Regions from separate parts of the Mus musculus genome. Here all the other regions are linked to region 1. A link is a contact called in public Hi-C and promoter capture Hi-C data. All regions are on one chromosome and are shown on one strand. Each heading gives the region's core, a stretch centred on a gene start, on an enhancer-like site or on the middle of the called end of the contact. The rest is flanking DNA. Distances are from core to core; before and after follow the strand shown. Region 1 holds the start of Cnot6l (CCR4-NOT transcription complex, subunit 6-like). Region 2 has its middle 23 kb from the start of Gm46916. Region 3 overlaps Gm33370 (predicted gene, 33370). Region 4 holds the start of Anxa3 (annexin A3).

Region 1 (3,354 bases), core at 354-2,853:
TTTTTTTTTTTTTGACCCAGAGGGGCTTTTTCACTCATTCACACTTCCTGGTAACAAGAAGAAAATGCAGTTCAGTTCTCCATAAATAATTTGCATTTATAATTGCACCCCCTTCTTCTCTCAAAAGATAAAGGCTTTAAACATTCAATAACAAGGCCTGAGAAAAAGGCAACCAACACGGTGCCTTAAGAGTGCTGAAAACAACATATATTTGAGAATAAAACATATTGAATCGACTCTGGACCGGCGTCGGTAAATACCCAGCACAGAGCCATGCGCCGGGAGAGACGGAAAAGTGCAAAATCCAAGGCAGCACTCTGCCTTGCAGAGCACATGCAATTTGCTTCTAGCTTTGTTGGAAGAAGCTTCAGGTGGCACAAGTAAAATCCTCCGGACTTAAAATAGCAAGCTCCATTCACACGGTAACCAATAATATTTCCAGTTTACACTTAAATGTTTTCACTCCGTAACCGCCGCAAACTGCCAAATACAATTTTATCGCGAGAGAGGATTAAAAATAGGACGGGGTTATCGCAGAGCGTCATAGGCTTTTAAACCCACCTCCCGCCATGCAATTTACACATGCTGTTTTTAAAAAGAAGAAGAAGAAGTCAAGAAACCCACTGAGGACGTCAGAAAACATTTCCTTGGGTCGTTCCACCTCACCTGAGGTCTCCTTAATTAACCACCCAGAATGCCCTGAGCTCTGCTGTGGGCCTGCGTGGGCCAGCGTCAGGAAACAGTGCAAGCACCCGCGTGTCCCTTCCCCATCCCCAGCATCAGCACCTAGGTTCTGCTAATCGTACGAGTCTTCTCGGCTTCTACCCTCCACTCAATCTAATAAAGCAGTTTTTTTTTTTTTCCCAAAACACCAGCGAGGGCGACGGTAAGAAGCGAGCCAGGCGCTTGGCCGTCCCGCGCGCACGCGCAACTCCCGAAGCGCGGCGCGCCGGGGCCCCGCCCCCTTCCCCTCACCCCACCCCTCGGCGCCGGGGAGTGACTGACTCCCGCCAGCCCCTCCACGTCAATCAACTCTCCTCCTCCTCCTCCTCGCACTCTCTGCACCTTGTTATTAATCTCTAAAGCGATAGCGCCTGGACTTCTCTCCCCGGCCCTCGGGGTTGTGAGCGTGTGTGAATTAGAGCGAAGGCATCGAAAGCTCGCGTCTCTCTCTCTCTCTTCTCCCTCTCTTTTTCTCTCTCCTCGGCCCCGGCCTCGGCAGCGACCCGGCTCGGCATCGACCCCCGCGGCGGCGGCAGCCTCAGCGCCAGGAGGCCAAGGCCAAGGGCGGGCTCCGCGAGGCTTTCGCAGCGGCGTCTCCGGCGACCGCGGGCCCTCTCCTACGCGCCCCGGTCGCCCCGGTCCTGCGCGGCGCGGCCCGCGTCCCCCCTCCCCGCCCCCCGATCCGTCTGCTCTGCGCTCCCTTCGGCCGCCCTCCGCCGCCTCGGTGGTTCCTCAGGCGGCCCGGCCCGGCCCGCCCGCCCCGCGTCCCCTCCGGCCGGTGCCTCTCCCCCCGGCGGGCTGCCTGCATGTCTTTACTGCCCTCAGCCCCGCCGCCACCGCCGCCGCCGCCTCCCCCGCCGCCGCAGCCCCAGCAGCAGCCGCCCCGCCGCCGCCGCCGTCGCCGCCGTCCGGACCCTGGCGCGCTGAATGCAGGTGAGGAGGGGGCGCGGGCCTCGACTCCCGGCCCTGCGCGCTCGCCTTCCGGGGCCCGGCCTCCCGCCGCCGCCGCGGCCCCTCGGGGTGAGCGGGCGGGCGTGGGTGTTTGTGTTTGCGTCTGAGGTCTGGAGGGGAGCATCTGTGGGGCCCTGGTGCGCGCGCGCGTGTTTGTGTGTGTGTGTTTCCCCAGCCGCGGGGAAATGGCTGCTGGTGCTCGTTCAGGGCCCGCGGAGGAGAATGAGGTAGAGTGTTTCCGTGCCTCGGAGTCGGACCGGGAGTGGAGCGAGGGGGAGCGCGTCTCCCCGGGGAAGTGAGGTGGGCGAGGGACGAACGTGTGTGGGTGTGTGAGTTGGGACTTTGGCGGGCGGGAGGCGGCCCCGCGGCGAGTGGGTGTGCGTGTGTGTCGCGTGTGTGTGTGTCTGCGTGTGTGTGTGTCGGGCGGCGGGAGCCGGCCCGCGTCGCCTCAGGGGGCGCGGGTTCCAGGCCGTGTGCGTGTGGGGAGGGGGACGGAGTCGGGGACCCCAGAGCGTCGAGGTCCTTCCGCTTCGAGGCCGGGGCTCAGAGCCTCACAGGTGAGAACGGCTCGGCGGGAACCCACGCCGTGGACGCGGGAGGCAGTGCGGCCCCCACGGCGGCGGGCGGCGGGCAGCGGGGGCTCGGGCCGCGGTTCCCGAGGCCGGGGCCGCGGCAGGAAGCGCGCCGGCCTGCAGCGCGGCCTAACCGTCTTCGCGCCCGGTGGCCTCCCCAGACGCTCCTGGGACTCCGTCCTCGCGCGGGCCCCGGGCGCTGCCCCGGGCCTGGCCAGGTGAGGGTCGGGGGCGGGACACGCGGATCGTGGTCGCCTGTGCCGCCTCCGCGTCTCCCAAGGGGAGAGGAAGGCATATTTTGGCGTTCTAACTGCAGGCCTTCCCAGGCTGGCGTGGGGAACCCGAGGGAAAGTGAATCAAAACAGGAAATCTCGGAATTCGTGGGGTTCGGATCTCCTCTTTCCGTCCGTCCTTTAAGGCTGTGCGAGCAGAGGCTTGAGTAAATACGTTCTTTGTTGTTGCAGTTGTTGCAGCGGATACTTTATCGTTGGTTAGATTTTTCACTTCCCTGGAAATCACTCTGGAAAGGCAGAGAGGAAGAAAGGGAAACTGGCCTTGTTGGCCTGTGGTGTTGGTGGGATTGGATCAATTTTGTGAATTTGAAATGGCTTATATCCTGCCTCCTAGAGGGAAAGGCGTGGACACAGAACTGAGGAGGTCAGTGAGGAAGAGGAAGTTCCCGGAGCTGTCATCTTAACCCTACCGGCGGCTTATTTAGCTTAGACTGTTTAGGCGGATTGTGTTCAGGAGTTTAGCTGAGCTGTTTGTACACAGTGAAGGCACGCTACAGCAGTTTTAGATGCTATCTTACTGATTCTCGTTATCTTAATTCTCCATGGAGATAGTCATGTGCAACCAAACGTGTTTTTCCTTAAGTCTCCCAAACCTAGATCATCAGCCTCTATGGTCAATTTATTGTGTGCTCCTGGAAAGCTATCTCAAAACAAAAAGCGGAAATAAAGGTAAATCTGCCACTGAGTGAATAGGGCATTTCAGAACTGTATGTAAACGGTATTTTAGTTGCCGACTAACCTCACTTTTTATATTTGGGTCTAGTTAGACCACACAGCTAGACCTTGACTGTGGGTGGAGTCACACAATACTGTAT
Region 2 (3,354 bases), core at 473-2,972, 800 kb before region 1:
TAGTATTTAATCATAGTATATTCAATGGAAAATACAGCTACAAAATGCAGTACCTGGGCTACAAGGATACAAACCACATGAATCCTTTGCCAGCTTCTCTCACAAGGATGGGAAGAGGGCAAGAGTGTTATTCTTCAGAGTCTCTTCTTCTGAGTCCTGAAGCCCCCCCCCCCCCCACACCATACCACAGCATTAGGAATTATGTTTCAATATCTTATTATAACACAATGTTTCTTTTTCAAACTAGAAAAATCAGCAACAGTTGTTTCTAGACCTATAGGGTTCTTCTTGGGGGTGTCTGCTAACCGCAGAAGAAAGTGGGCTGCAGATGAAAATAACAATATAAAAATCTGCCTGCATATATATATATATATATATATATATATATATCTGAAGGGCAGAGCAAGCTGCTGTCAGTCAAGAATATAAAGTAGTGGTCTGGATGTATGCACAAGGGGAGGATGATAACCAGCAAAGGGCAGAGAGAAATAGATTCAATTGTTTTAAGAAATTAGAAGGCTTTCTTCTTCTTCTTCTTCTTCTTTTGGTTTTATTGCCCAGGGGAGCATTCATTCCCATCCAGTACTTGGTCAGCAGTATGCACTGCAGGCCCTGGACACTCACAGGTCCTGCTTGAATGGACTTCAGCACTCCAAGCTCACGTGCTCCTTTCTTGATTCACTTGTAGCATTTATTTGAGTCTTACGCCTTTTAAAATGTGTTGCTGTTCTCTCTCCATAAGGAAAGTTAAGTCTTCTTATAAGCAATAGGGTGTGTCATTAAGTTTTATTTTCCACAGTTCCTAACCAAATCTTAGCTTTTTAATAGACTGTAATATGTGTTTCTTGCTTTGGTTAGTGTGTGTGTGTGTGTGTGTGTGTGTGTGTGTGTGTGTGTGTGTGTGTGTGTGTTTCTGTGTGTATTTTTAATCTCCAACTATTTTTTGACAATTGTGGATAAGAAGTTTATTCAATTCTTTCATACCACATCCCACCTATATTGCGCATGCTGAGAGAGACAATTACAAATCTCTGGGCACTACTAGAAACTGGGGCTCATAAAGGAATGCCCTGATTTGGGCAGAACCTGCTGGGCAAGTGGGTGGCCCCCAGTGCCTCTGAAGAACCAGCATTCACCCTCTCCTGCCTGGGAGAGCAGAGAGCTGCAAGTACTGACATGTAGGCTAAAGAGAAATTGGAAGAAAAGTGCCACAGTTCACCTTCTGCGTACTGGAGCCAGGAATTTCTTTAAACCTTGGCTTGTCCTTGGTTACCAGGGCTGTGGGGCTCCAAACCATTGTAGGAGCAGACGGATCAAGGCTGTATGTACCCAGAATTTCTCCCATTGCCTACTTCACACAGCAGGGCTCACCCTGTACGTTTGTTAAGAACTCATCCTTGCGTTTATTTTCTCCCTCCCCCCTCCCTCCCTCCCTCCCTCCCTCCCTCTCTCCTTCCCTCCCTCTCCTTCGCTGCCCTTGTGTTAATTCTTTCTGAATTCTTCAGCGAGGTTTCTCCTGGCAGCTCACCCTACTGTTTGTTCCCTCTGAAAAGCAGTTTTGCTTCATTAAAATGTGCTGAAAGGAACATCACATTTAATTGAATGAAAACTGAAAACGGGCGTGTTAAGTGGGTTGCTGCCTCGAAGAATGACAATGAAGAGAGAGACTACAAAGAATACGGAGCTAAAGACTTCTGGTTCCCTAGCGTCCTGTGGCCCTGCTGTCGGAAGTGCCACAGGAAGACCCACATCCACACACCTAGAAACCCCGGGGTTTCAGAGCTCAAGCCCCCTCCAGACTCAAGGAATCAAAGTCCATGTTTTTGCAAGAGTGCTTGACAAGCCACCGAGGTGATCTGGGCAGACTCAAGTCATAAAAAACTTCAAAGGGCCTCGCACTTTGCCCTGGGGAGCCTTTTCCACCCCTCTCTTCTCCTTTCCCCTCCCCCCTCTCCTCTCCTCTCTCTCCCCTCCCCTCCCCTCCCCTACCCTCCCCTCCCTTCCCCTCCCCTCCCCTTTTACCATGTTCTTAGTCATTCTTGTAGAACATAAAGGGTAGCTTCAGGCTGAGCTCAGCAATTATCCCAGATCAATGTTGTGATATCTAGAAACCTCTTACCAGCTTAAAAAATATATATATTGGGACTTAGGCCATAGCAAGGAAGTTAATTTTTTTCTATTTTATAAATAAGAAAAATGGGGCTTTCAAAAATTAAGTGATGTATCTAACCTGTGACTGCCAACCACCCCACCCATACCCCCACTCCCCACCCCACCCTACCCCCACCATCACCCCCACCCCACCCCCTACCCCTACCATCACACCCTCAGCCCCATCCTCACTCCTACCCCATCCCTACCCCCACCATCACACCCTCATCGCCTACCCCCACTCCCCACCCCACCCCTACCCCCACCCTGCTATCACACCCCACAGTTTTCTTTGCAGTGTTCTGTAACTGCTAAGGAGAAAGAGAAAGAACGAGAGAGAGAGAGAGAGAGAGAGAGAGAGAGAGAGAGAGAGAGAGAGAGAGAGAGAGAGAGAGAGACCAGTCCCACCACAGAAATGACTAACTGGGAATATGGGCTGCTACAGAAAGAAATGGAAAATAAAGGAGGACTCATGCCTGAGGCAGGGGAGTTGTGAATGGTGGATTCTGTCACCTGTGACAATTCTGCCTCCATCATTTCATTCAGGTCAACTTCCTACACCTCCTCACAAGGAAGGAGACTCTAAAGGAGTGGGAAGACTGAGAAGAAATGAGTGGACAGGAATGGAGAATGGAGTAACCAGGGCATGAAAGTTGTAAATGCTGACCCAGACTGCAAAAGGACAAACTATAGTTTTTAATACGTGTGTGTGTGTGTGCGCACACACATATATACATATATTACTTATATTGTCTATATGTATATATGTACAGTTTCTATATACTGTAGACTGTAGTACTTTTGACCAATCACTATAACACTCATCCCCTTTATATTTGTTTTAATCAAAGCCACAGAAATAATTGAGATAATAATATATCAAAAGTGTATTTTGAGTCAGGAGTGGTGGTTCATACCTGTAAGCCCAGGACTTGGGAAGATGAGGCAGGAGAATTGCTGAGAGTTTGATACCAGCCTGAACTACATACTGCACTGCAGTGCAGCTGTGAGATTCTGTCTTACAAAAATCAAAACCGAACTAAAACAGGACGAAACCCATGTGTGCTATCACCTAACCACATCCGAGGTAAGGACCGTGTCCTTCTCTTCCTCCCCTTAGTTTCCCACTGACAGTTTGAACACTTACTTTACCCCTCAACAGTATCATGCTCTTCGGAGAATAAAATCCCCTTTCATAAAATT
Region 3 (3,354 bases), core at 329-2,828, 760 kb before region 1:
CATGCAAACTGGAATCAGCCTTTCTCAGACTTATGATTAGGTGGGAAGAAAGGAGAAAAAGAAACAAGGAAGATTCTTTTAGAAATAAGCAATCAACAACATTCATCGTGTTCAGAACTTGTAAAACCTTTAGTGCTCTATTCTAATGGTGGTTTGACATCAAAACTTTTCATCATTAACACAGTTCCATCTTCAGAGACTTTAGTCATTTTCCTAATTACAGGAGAATGTCTCCAGAAGTATTTAGAACACAGCAAAAGAAAAAGAAAGTCAATTAACACAGGCTTCTATTTTATATATACTTTAGCAACAAAAGAAATTTCAATTTATGCCTAAAAATAACATACCACACTCCCTTCTGGAGAGGCAACAGTAGTGAGTGGACTCTATTGCAAGAGCCAATGTCAGAGAGGAGCCTGTCACCACACAGGGTTTTGGTTCCTTCTCTATCCCCTCCCCCACTTAGAAGTCACCCTTCAGCATTATGCCCATGTGTACTTGCCAACTTTCTGCATCATGACACAAAGACATTGCTGGTTAGGATCATTGTGGCCGGGAGAAAGGCAGGCGTGAAGCCAGCTGGGCTTCCACGAAATGCACACTGTTTGCGGAATGGCCACTCTGTTTTGAAAGCTCCCTTTATGAAAGGCTAGCATAAAGTCAACAGCCCACGGTCACTCAAATCTGTGCTTTGGTTTCATTGCCTCAGCCCACCACTTCCCTACCCAGGAGAACTATAGTTAAGTTGTGTTTTTAAATATGTCCCCAGGGGAGTGTTGAGTAAGATGAAAAACATGCCGGGTCAACGATAAATCATTTCGGGAAAAGGGGGCACTTCAGGAAAATTAAACAAAGCAGAGAAAAGCCTTAGCTTGCAGTTTGTTGTTACAGAATTTGAGTGACGCTTCTCCACGCTCAGACCAATACTAAACAGGAAGCTCTGAACAGGAAGAAGAAAAAAAAATCCTCCAGCCCAGAGTACAGACAAGAACAGACAATGGTACAATCATTGTCCTTTTAAACAAAACCATGGTGTCTAGTTCTTTAACCCTTTCTACTTAACCTGATGATTGGGAGAAGAATGTCTACAATGACAACCGGGTAACTCTAAAAACCCTACAAGGCTGGAATACAACGTTTCAAAAGTATTAAAAAACTCAGCTACTTCCCCAAATAGCTCCCATCCTTTGTGCCCTGGCGACAATGTGCAGGTAAATTGCTCTCCCTGGAATCTTTGCAGACGAGAAGGTATACAGGAAAACAATGTGCACAGCTCCTTCAGCCAACATTTAGAAATACATTCTGAGGGGACCCTCGTGGTTTTAGATTGGTGAATTGTATTGTGGCCTTTCTATTTTTATTTGGTGCACAATCCTAACACTCAGTTGTCTACTAATTGCGACTGTCATATCGTCCCACAACAGTGTCAGCCCAAATTCATTAGCTGAGCTCATCTCTGGCTGCCTCCATAGCAACTAGCTGAGGATGTTAAGGGATTTCCCCAGGAGCCCGGGCTGAACAAAAACACGTTGTCGTTTCTTTCATTTTTAGCTCTTGTCTACCCCAAGAGGAACTGGATAGAATTGAGAAAATATTTTTCATCTTGAAACACAACTAACCAACCAGGTCAAAGGCCAGGTCTGGTTCTTAGATGCCCTACTGACATCATCTTCCGTTGAAGGCTGAATACCTTACCTATCATTTGCCTCAAATAAATGACTCTGTTCTCTCAACTTATGTTTCATACTTCCTAAAATTGACATTGCTAGGATGAATATGTTCCTTTTTAAAAAAGATATTTTTTAATTCTTTCAGAATTTTATACGATGTGTTTTTGTTGTATTGACCCTTCCCAGCTTCTATATCCACTCTCTCTACTCTAACCTTCTGTGATGGTTTGTATGTGCTTGGCCCAGGGAGTGGCACAATTAGAAGGTGTGGCCTTGTTGGAGTGGGCGTGGCAATGTAGGTGTGGGCTTTAAGACCCTCATCCTAGCTGTATGGAAACCAGTCTTCTAATGGCCTTCAGATGAAGATGTAGAACTCTCAGCTACTTCTGCACCATGCCTGGATGCTGCCATGTTCCTGCCTTGATGATAATAGACTGAACCACTAGACCTGTAAGCCAGCCCCAATTAGATGTTGTCCTTATAAGAGTTGCCTTGGTCATGACATCTGTTCACAGCAGTAAAACCCTAACTAAGACACCTCCCTACCTATGTAACTTTTGAACCCATTCCTCAACCACACTGAGTCAACTGCTCTTGGGAGAGAGGCCTGCCCTGGAATTTGGTCCACCTACCTGAAGTGATGTGATTAAAGAGAGTTCACTCTCCCTCTCCTTGAAGCTCATAGCTCTTCAGCTAGTGGCAGATTTCCTCCTGACAACCTACCCACCTTCATGCTGGGATTGGATTGTGTTTGGCTGGAGGTTGCACGGGTCTTGTGCACATTGTCACAGCCCGTCTGAACTCATGTGTGCACCTGCCCTGTCATTTATGGAAAACAGTGTTTCCTGAAGTCATGTTCTACCTCTGGCTCTCAGTCCTTCAACTCCATCATTAGTCTACTTCCCTGAGCCATGGTGGGAGGGGATGATATAGATTTCCCATTTAGGGCTGATCACTCCACACAGTCTCTCACTCTTTTCCCATTGACCACTTCTGGGTCTCTATCAATCATTGTCTGACTATAGGAAGCTTCTCTGGCGGGAGTTGAGAGGTGCTCCAATCTGTAGGCACGGCAGCAAGTCATGGGGAATGTTTTGAATACTCAGTTATTCAGTCCACTTGACAGAATAATAATCATAGGTTCTCTCCTAGGGCCCATAATCTACCTAGTCATAGCTTCTTGGCCCTGTTACTAGTGCCAGGAATGAGTTCCATCTCACTGGGGGGGGGGGGATGGAGGGGGGCTGTCTTAGATCCAATCAGAAACTGATTGGTTGTGAATACATTTTTTTAGATCACATAAGGAATTTTTTAGATCACATAAGGAATTAGAACACATAAGGAATCACATAATACATTTTTTAGATCACATAAGGAAGGTAAGCACGGATGTATGATTATACCACATATTTAACACTCTCATTAATATAAAAATTTATTAAGAATAGTTAAAAAAGTTAATGTCCCCTTAGGGCATTAACTAGTACCATAAGGGAAGCTGAGGGCAGTGACTTTCATCACCTGTTGTGAGTCCTTCCAGCTCTTGGTGGCTATGACTTCATGAATATACAGGTTCCAGTTGGTTGCTCATCATGATGGTTGAGGAGATCAGTTTGCATTACCAGAGTGCATAGAGCAAGCAGGATTCTTCCCAACTTCATAACAGACCTGCACAAGCAACTCT
Region 4 (3,354 bases), core at 264-2,763, 630 kb before region 1:
TGACAGGCAAAGTGTTAGAAAGTGAGCTCTCAAAGCTGGGGATTTGTGCAATGTTTATTCACTGGTGTATATGAAAAAAAAAAAACTGTATTCAATGATTTAAACATAAGCCTCAGAATAACCTAGTTAGTGAGAGAGACATCATTAACAGCACAGGAAGATGCTGGAGGCACAGGAAGCAATAGTGAAATCCCCACCATACAGCTATTGGGTCGACCCGACTGAACCCAGGCATCTAGATTGCAAAGGAATGAACCGTTAATCCCCAAGCCCTGTGGCCCCGGACCCAAACTGATGCTTGACATTTGTTGATCCAATATAATGTGGAAATTTCTAAGAAGTATTATCAAGCCATCCTTTAAGCTTGTAAAAAGTAGAGAATTACTCCATAGTGCAAGCCAAGTGATCTAACAATAGAGCTTTAAACACATCCTTCCTGAAGGGGATTACAGCAGCTACATTTTCTTGTACTTCCTCCTGCTGGCATTTCTACCGATTTCTCAACACCAACAGATCTGCGGACAGTGGTCTGATCTTCGTTTGAGTTTAAAAGTACCTTTCTAGGCAGTTTGAAACTTCCACCTTCAGGAAAACCAGTAATGATTCTTCATAGAATAACCTTTTAGTCTGCTTTTTATGATGTTGGTGAGGAGTAGAAACTGAAGTTCTCTCGGGGGCAGGAACCTCTTCTCTTTAACGCACCTCCTGGGGAAGAATTTTGCCCCGGCTGCTCAACTTTCTATTGGCACAGGACCCAGAACTTCTATATATGGCTATTTGCAATCACAAACCACATACCTCTACCTCGATACCTCACCTGCTGACTCAAGAAGCAGGGGAGGTGATTCATGTCTAGTGAATAGAATTCTGTTGCAATCAAAGAAAACGGTGTCTTTTAAAAGAGAAAACCGAAGTTCCCCAACTCTCAAAGTCCAATACATCTTTCTCCTACCTATACAAAGTAAAGCTAAAAGACACTTGGAGGGGAGAAAGATCTCTCATGGGAGCCTTAGGAAAAAAGTTCTCAGCACAGAACTCTGAGCAGGGGCAGGAGACCTTCCTCTAACCCTTCTTCTTTTAAATGTTTCCGAGACATTTAGGAATGAGCAGTCCCCTGGATGTGAGCTTGGGCTGCAAGACCCTAAGTTTGATAACTTACTCAGCTCGGCCCTTGTGCCCCCCAGGTCAAGTCTCTTCTATTTCCATAGAAGGGAAGAGGGCTTGGGGGAAGGGAGGGGAGGGAACAGCCCCAGGAGCAAGCTGCGCTCACGACCTGGGACTCCGCGGGAACCTGATGTTCCGTGGTTGTAGAGGGGCGGGCATGGGAAACTTACCCTTGGGGCCGCGGAGGCGAAGCCCAGGCAGAAGCTCAGCGAAGGTGAAAGATCAGCCTCGGCCGGCCGTAGCTCCCGGCTAGCCTGGGTGGCAACCCAGACCGCACCCTTCCTCAGCCCCTCCTCCTGTTTCTACTCACGGACTGCCCAGGACCGGCTTGCAAGTGGCTCTTGGATCCAGGATCCTCTCTGCTCCAGTCGTGACCTACCCACCACGCCCCCCTCGCAAGCCCTCCCCTTCCCCTGTCTCCCTCACATCCTCCTCCAGCTTCCTCCAAACCCAAACCCTTTCCTCTGTCTTCTTTCTTTTCACTTTTCTCACCCCCCGCCCATCCCCCGCCCACCCCCACTCCCACCCCCTCCTTTTAGGGCTTGGCTCATTTTCTAGACAGCATGGATTCAGAGTTGACAGTCCTCACAGGTACCTATACTAAGTATGGCTTACTTACCTAGAGGGTCCTTCGAGTCAGGCACTGGTCTAAACCCCGCATGATAACCAAACTACAAGACAGATGCGATTGTACTCATTTTACAAGGAGTCACAGAGGCAAGGGAGGTCAAATCATACAGAAAGAACGGCAGAGCTAGATTTTGAGTTTATGAGTCTGAGGAGTGTCTCTGCTTGGCCTTTTGACTCTAAAGGGAGGATTAGAGCTCAGAGAAGCACCAGTGTTTGTGTTTTGAGCCCTCAGAACCACAGGTAAGTCACGGAGGATAAACATTAAATTCCCACTAAAATGGCCAGTTTTGTGTCAGCTCCCCACAAACTAGAACCCTTAATTGAGAAAGTGACTCCCATAAAATGAGGTTTAGGCAAGCCTTTAGGACTCTGTTTCCTTAATTAGCGTTTGAGGTGGGAGGACCCAGACCATTGTGGGCGGTGCTATCCCTGGGCTGCTGGTCCTTGTATGCCTTTAAGGACTGATCAAGTCCTAGAGAGCAAAATAGACAGCATTCTTCCCTTGGCCTTTGCGCAAGCTCCTGCTTCCGGTTCCAGGGTCCCTCTAGGTTCCTGCCCTGACTTCTTTCAATGGCAGGGTGTGCTGCGGACGCATAAACTGAAACAAACTCGTTCCTTCCTCCTCAAGTTTCTTTTCGCCACGATGTTTTACCCCAGCAATAGAAACCTAAAGACATCCACTTAATATCGGGTAGTGTCTGTGAAAGAAGATAGGTGGAAAAGCCACTAATTATCAGACATTGAAGTTAGTGGACTATGTCATCTGTTTACTTTTACATTCTTCAGGTTGTTTCTAGGACACAGAAGTTTTTATTAAAGCCTGTGGAACAGAGGGGCTAGGGGAATATCTCAGAGGGTAAAAAGTTTGTAAAAAACGAGGTCCTAAGTTTGAATCCTCAGGACCCATGTAAAATTTGGTATTAATCTGTGTTTTGGAGCTGGCTGGCAAACCAGCTTAACCAATGGTAAGTTCCTGGTTCTGTGTGAGACTCTGTCAAGGGAATAAGGCAGACAGCAACACTGGAAGACATACTGCTCTGGTTTCTGCATGCTCAGACACACACAACAAACGCATGTGCATATACACCCCACTACCACTATCACCACCACCACCACCACCACCACCACCACCACCATCACCACCACAACCTCCAGCATCACCACAACCTCCAGCATCACCATCATTACCCTCATCATCACCGTCATCATCACCACCACCACCACCACAAAACATAAAGATGTACAGAAGAGGAAGCAAGTGTAGACAAACTGAGTGAGCAGGTCAAGTAAGTGGATGTGGTCAGCAGACCAGCCCTGATGTTACTCTACCTCGGTGCAGAACTTCATCAAGAATCTTAGGTTTTCTGTATTGGGGCATAGTTATAGTTTTTCTCATATGTTATTTTATGTTAGTTCCAAATATTGATGTAGCAGTACTATAAAATACTATTTATTAGTTCTTAATTCCTTTTACATTTATTTATGTCTGTATATGTGCCTATGTGTGCATATTTGTGTATGTGTGCATGCTTTTGTGTGTGGCATGTTTAATGGCATATG

The links. Promoter capture Hi-C pulls out the DNA fragments that hold promoters and counts their contacts. A called contact is a pair of places that touch in the nucleus more often than the background predicts.
Region 2: a contact with region 1 is called in a promoter capture Hi-C map of cranial neural crest. The contact joins the enhancer-like site here to the promoter of Cnot6l in region 1. A contact is called at or near these places in 7 of 39 promoter capture datasets (the 3T3-L1 cell line, the C10 cell line, cranial neural crest and 4 more) and 1 of 115 datasets of contacts at active chromatin or transcription factors (embryonic stem cells).
Region 3: a contact with region 1 is called in a Hi-C map of B cells, with 20 read pairs. The contact joins the enhancer-like site here to the promoter of Cnot6l in region 1. A contact is called at or near these places in 3 of 39 promoter capture datasets (the C10 cell line, pre-B cells and second pharyngeal arch cranial neural crest), 4 of 484 Hi-C or Micro-C datasets (B cells, CD4 T cells, LSK cells and 1 more), 6 of 115 datasets of contacts at active chromatin or transcription factors (bone marrow-derived macrophages, effector CD8 T cells, extraembryonic endoderm stem cells and 3 more) and 1 of 9 other capture datasets (liver).
Region 4: a contact with region 1 is called in a promoter capture Hi-C map of liver. The contact joins the promoter of Anxa3 here to the promoter of Cnot6l in region 1. A contact is called at or near these places in 5 of 39 promoter capture datasets (cranial neural crest, frontonasal cranial neural crest, hematopoietic stem and progenitor cells and 2 more), 1 of 15 datasets of contacts at CTCF or cohesin (the NIH/3T3 cell line), 11 of 115 datasets of contacts at active chromatin or transcription factors (acute myeloid leukemia, bone marrow-derived macrophages, embryonic stem cells and 6 more) and 1 of 9 other capture datasets (adipose tissue).

Annotation. Positions count from the first base shown.
Region 1 is chr5:96,160,239-96,163,592 of GRCm38.p6, reverse strand. It overlaps Cnot6l (CCR4-NOT transcription complex, subunit 6-like), which reads left to right and starts at 1,603. Exons shown (of 12, transcript NM_144910.2): 1 at 1,603-1,656. Gm52799 reads right to left here and starts at 1,798. Exons shown (of 2, transcript XM_030254979.1): 1 at 1,702-1,798; 2 at 1-1,454. The coding sequence starts at 1,798. The coding sequence ends at 838.
Region 2 is chr5:96,962,984-96,966,337 of GRCm38.p6, reverse strand. No RefSeq gene overlaps it. Among named protein-coding and RNA genes, the nearest start is that of Gm46916, 23 kb to the right of the region's middle. Within about 2 kb of position 1,722, at least 76 of the 459 cell types and tissues checked have an H3K27ac peak or open chromatin away from gene starts, as enhancers often do. A contact at or near this core is called in embryonic stem cells, where this site is marked.
Region 3 is chr5:96,915,260-96,918,613 of GRCm38.p6, reverse strand. The region is part of intron 1 of Gm33370 (predicted gene, 33370); the gene reads left to right. Among named protein-coding and RNA genes, the nearest start is that of Gm8013, 4.3 kb to the left of the region's middle. Within about 2 kb of position 1,578, at least 116 of the 459 cell types and tissues checked have an H3K27ac peak or open chromatin away from gene starts, as enhancers often do. A contact at or near this core is called in B cells, LSK cells, bone marrow-derived macrophages and 5 more, where this site is marked.
Region 4 is chr5:96,791,544-96,794,897 of GRCm38.p6, reverse strand. Anxa3 (annexin A3) reads right to left here and starts at 1,513. Exons shown (of 13, transcript NM_013470.2): 1 at 1,335-1,513.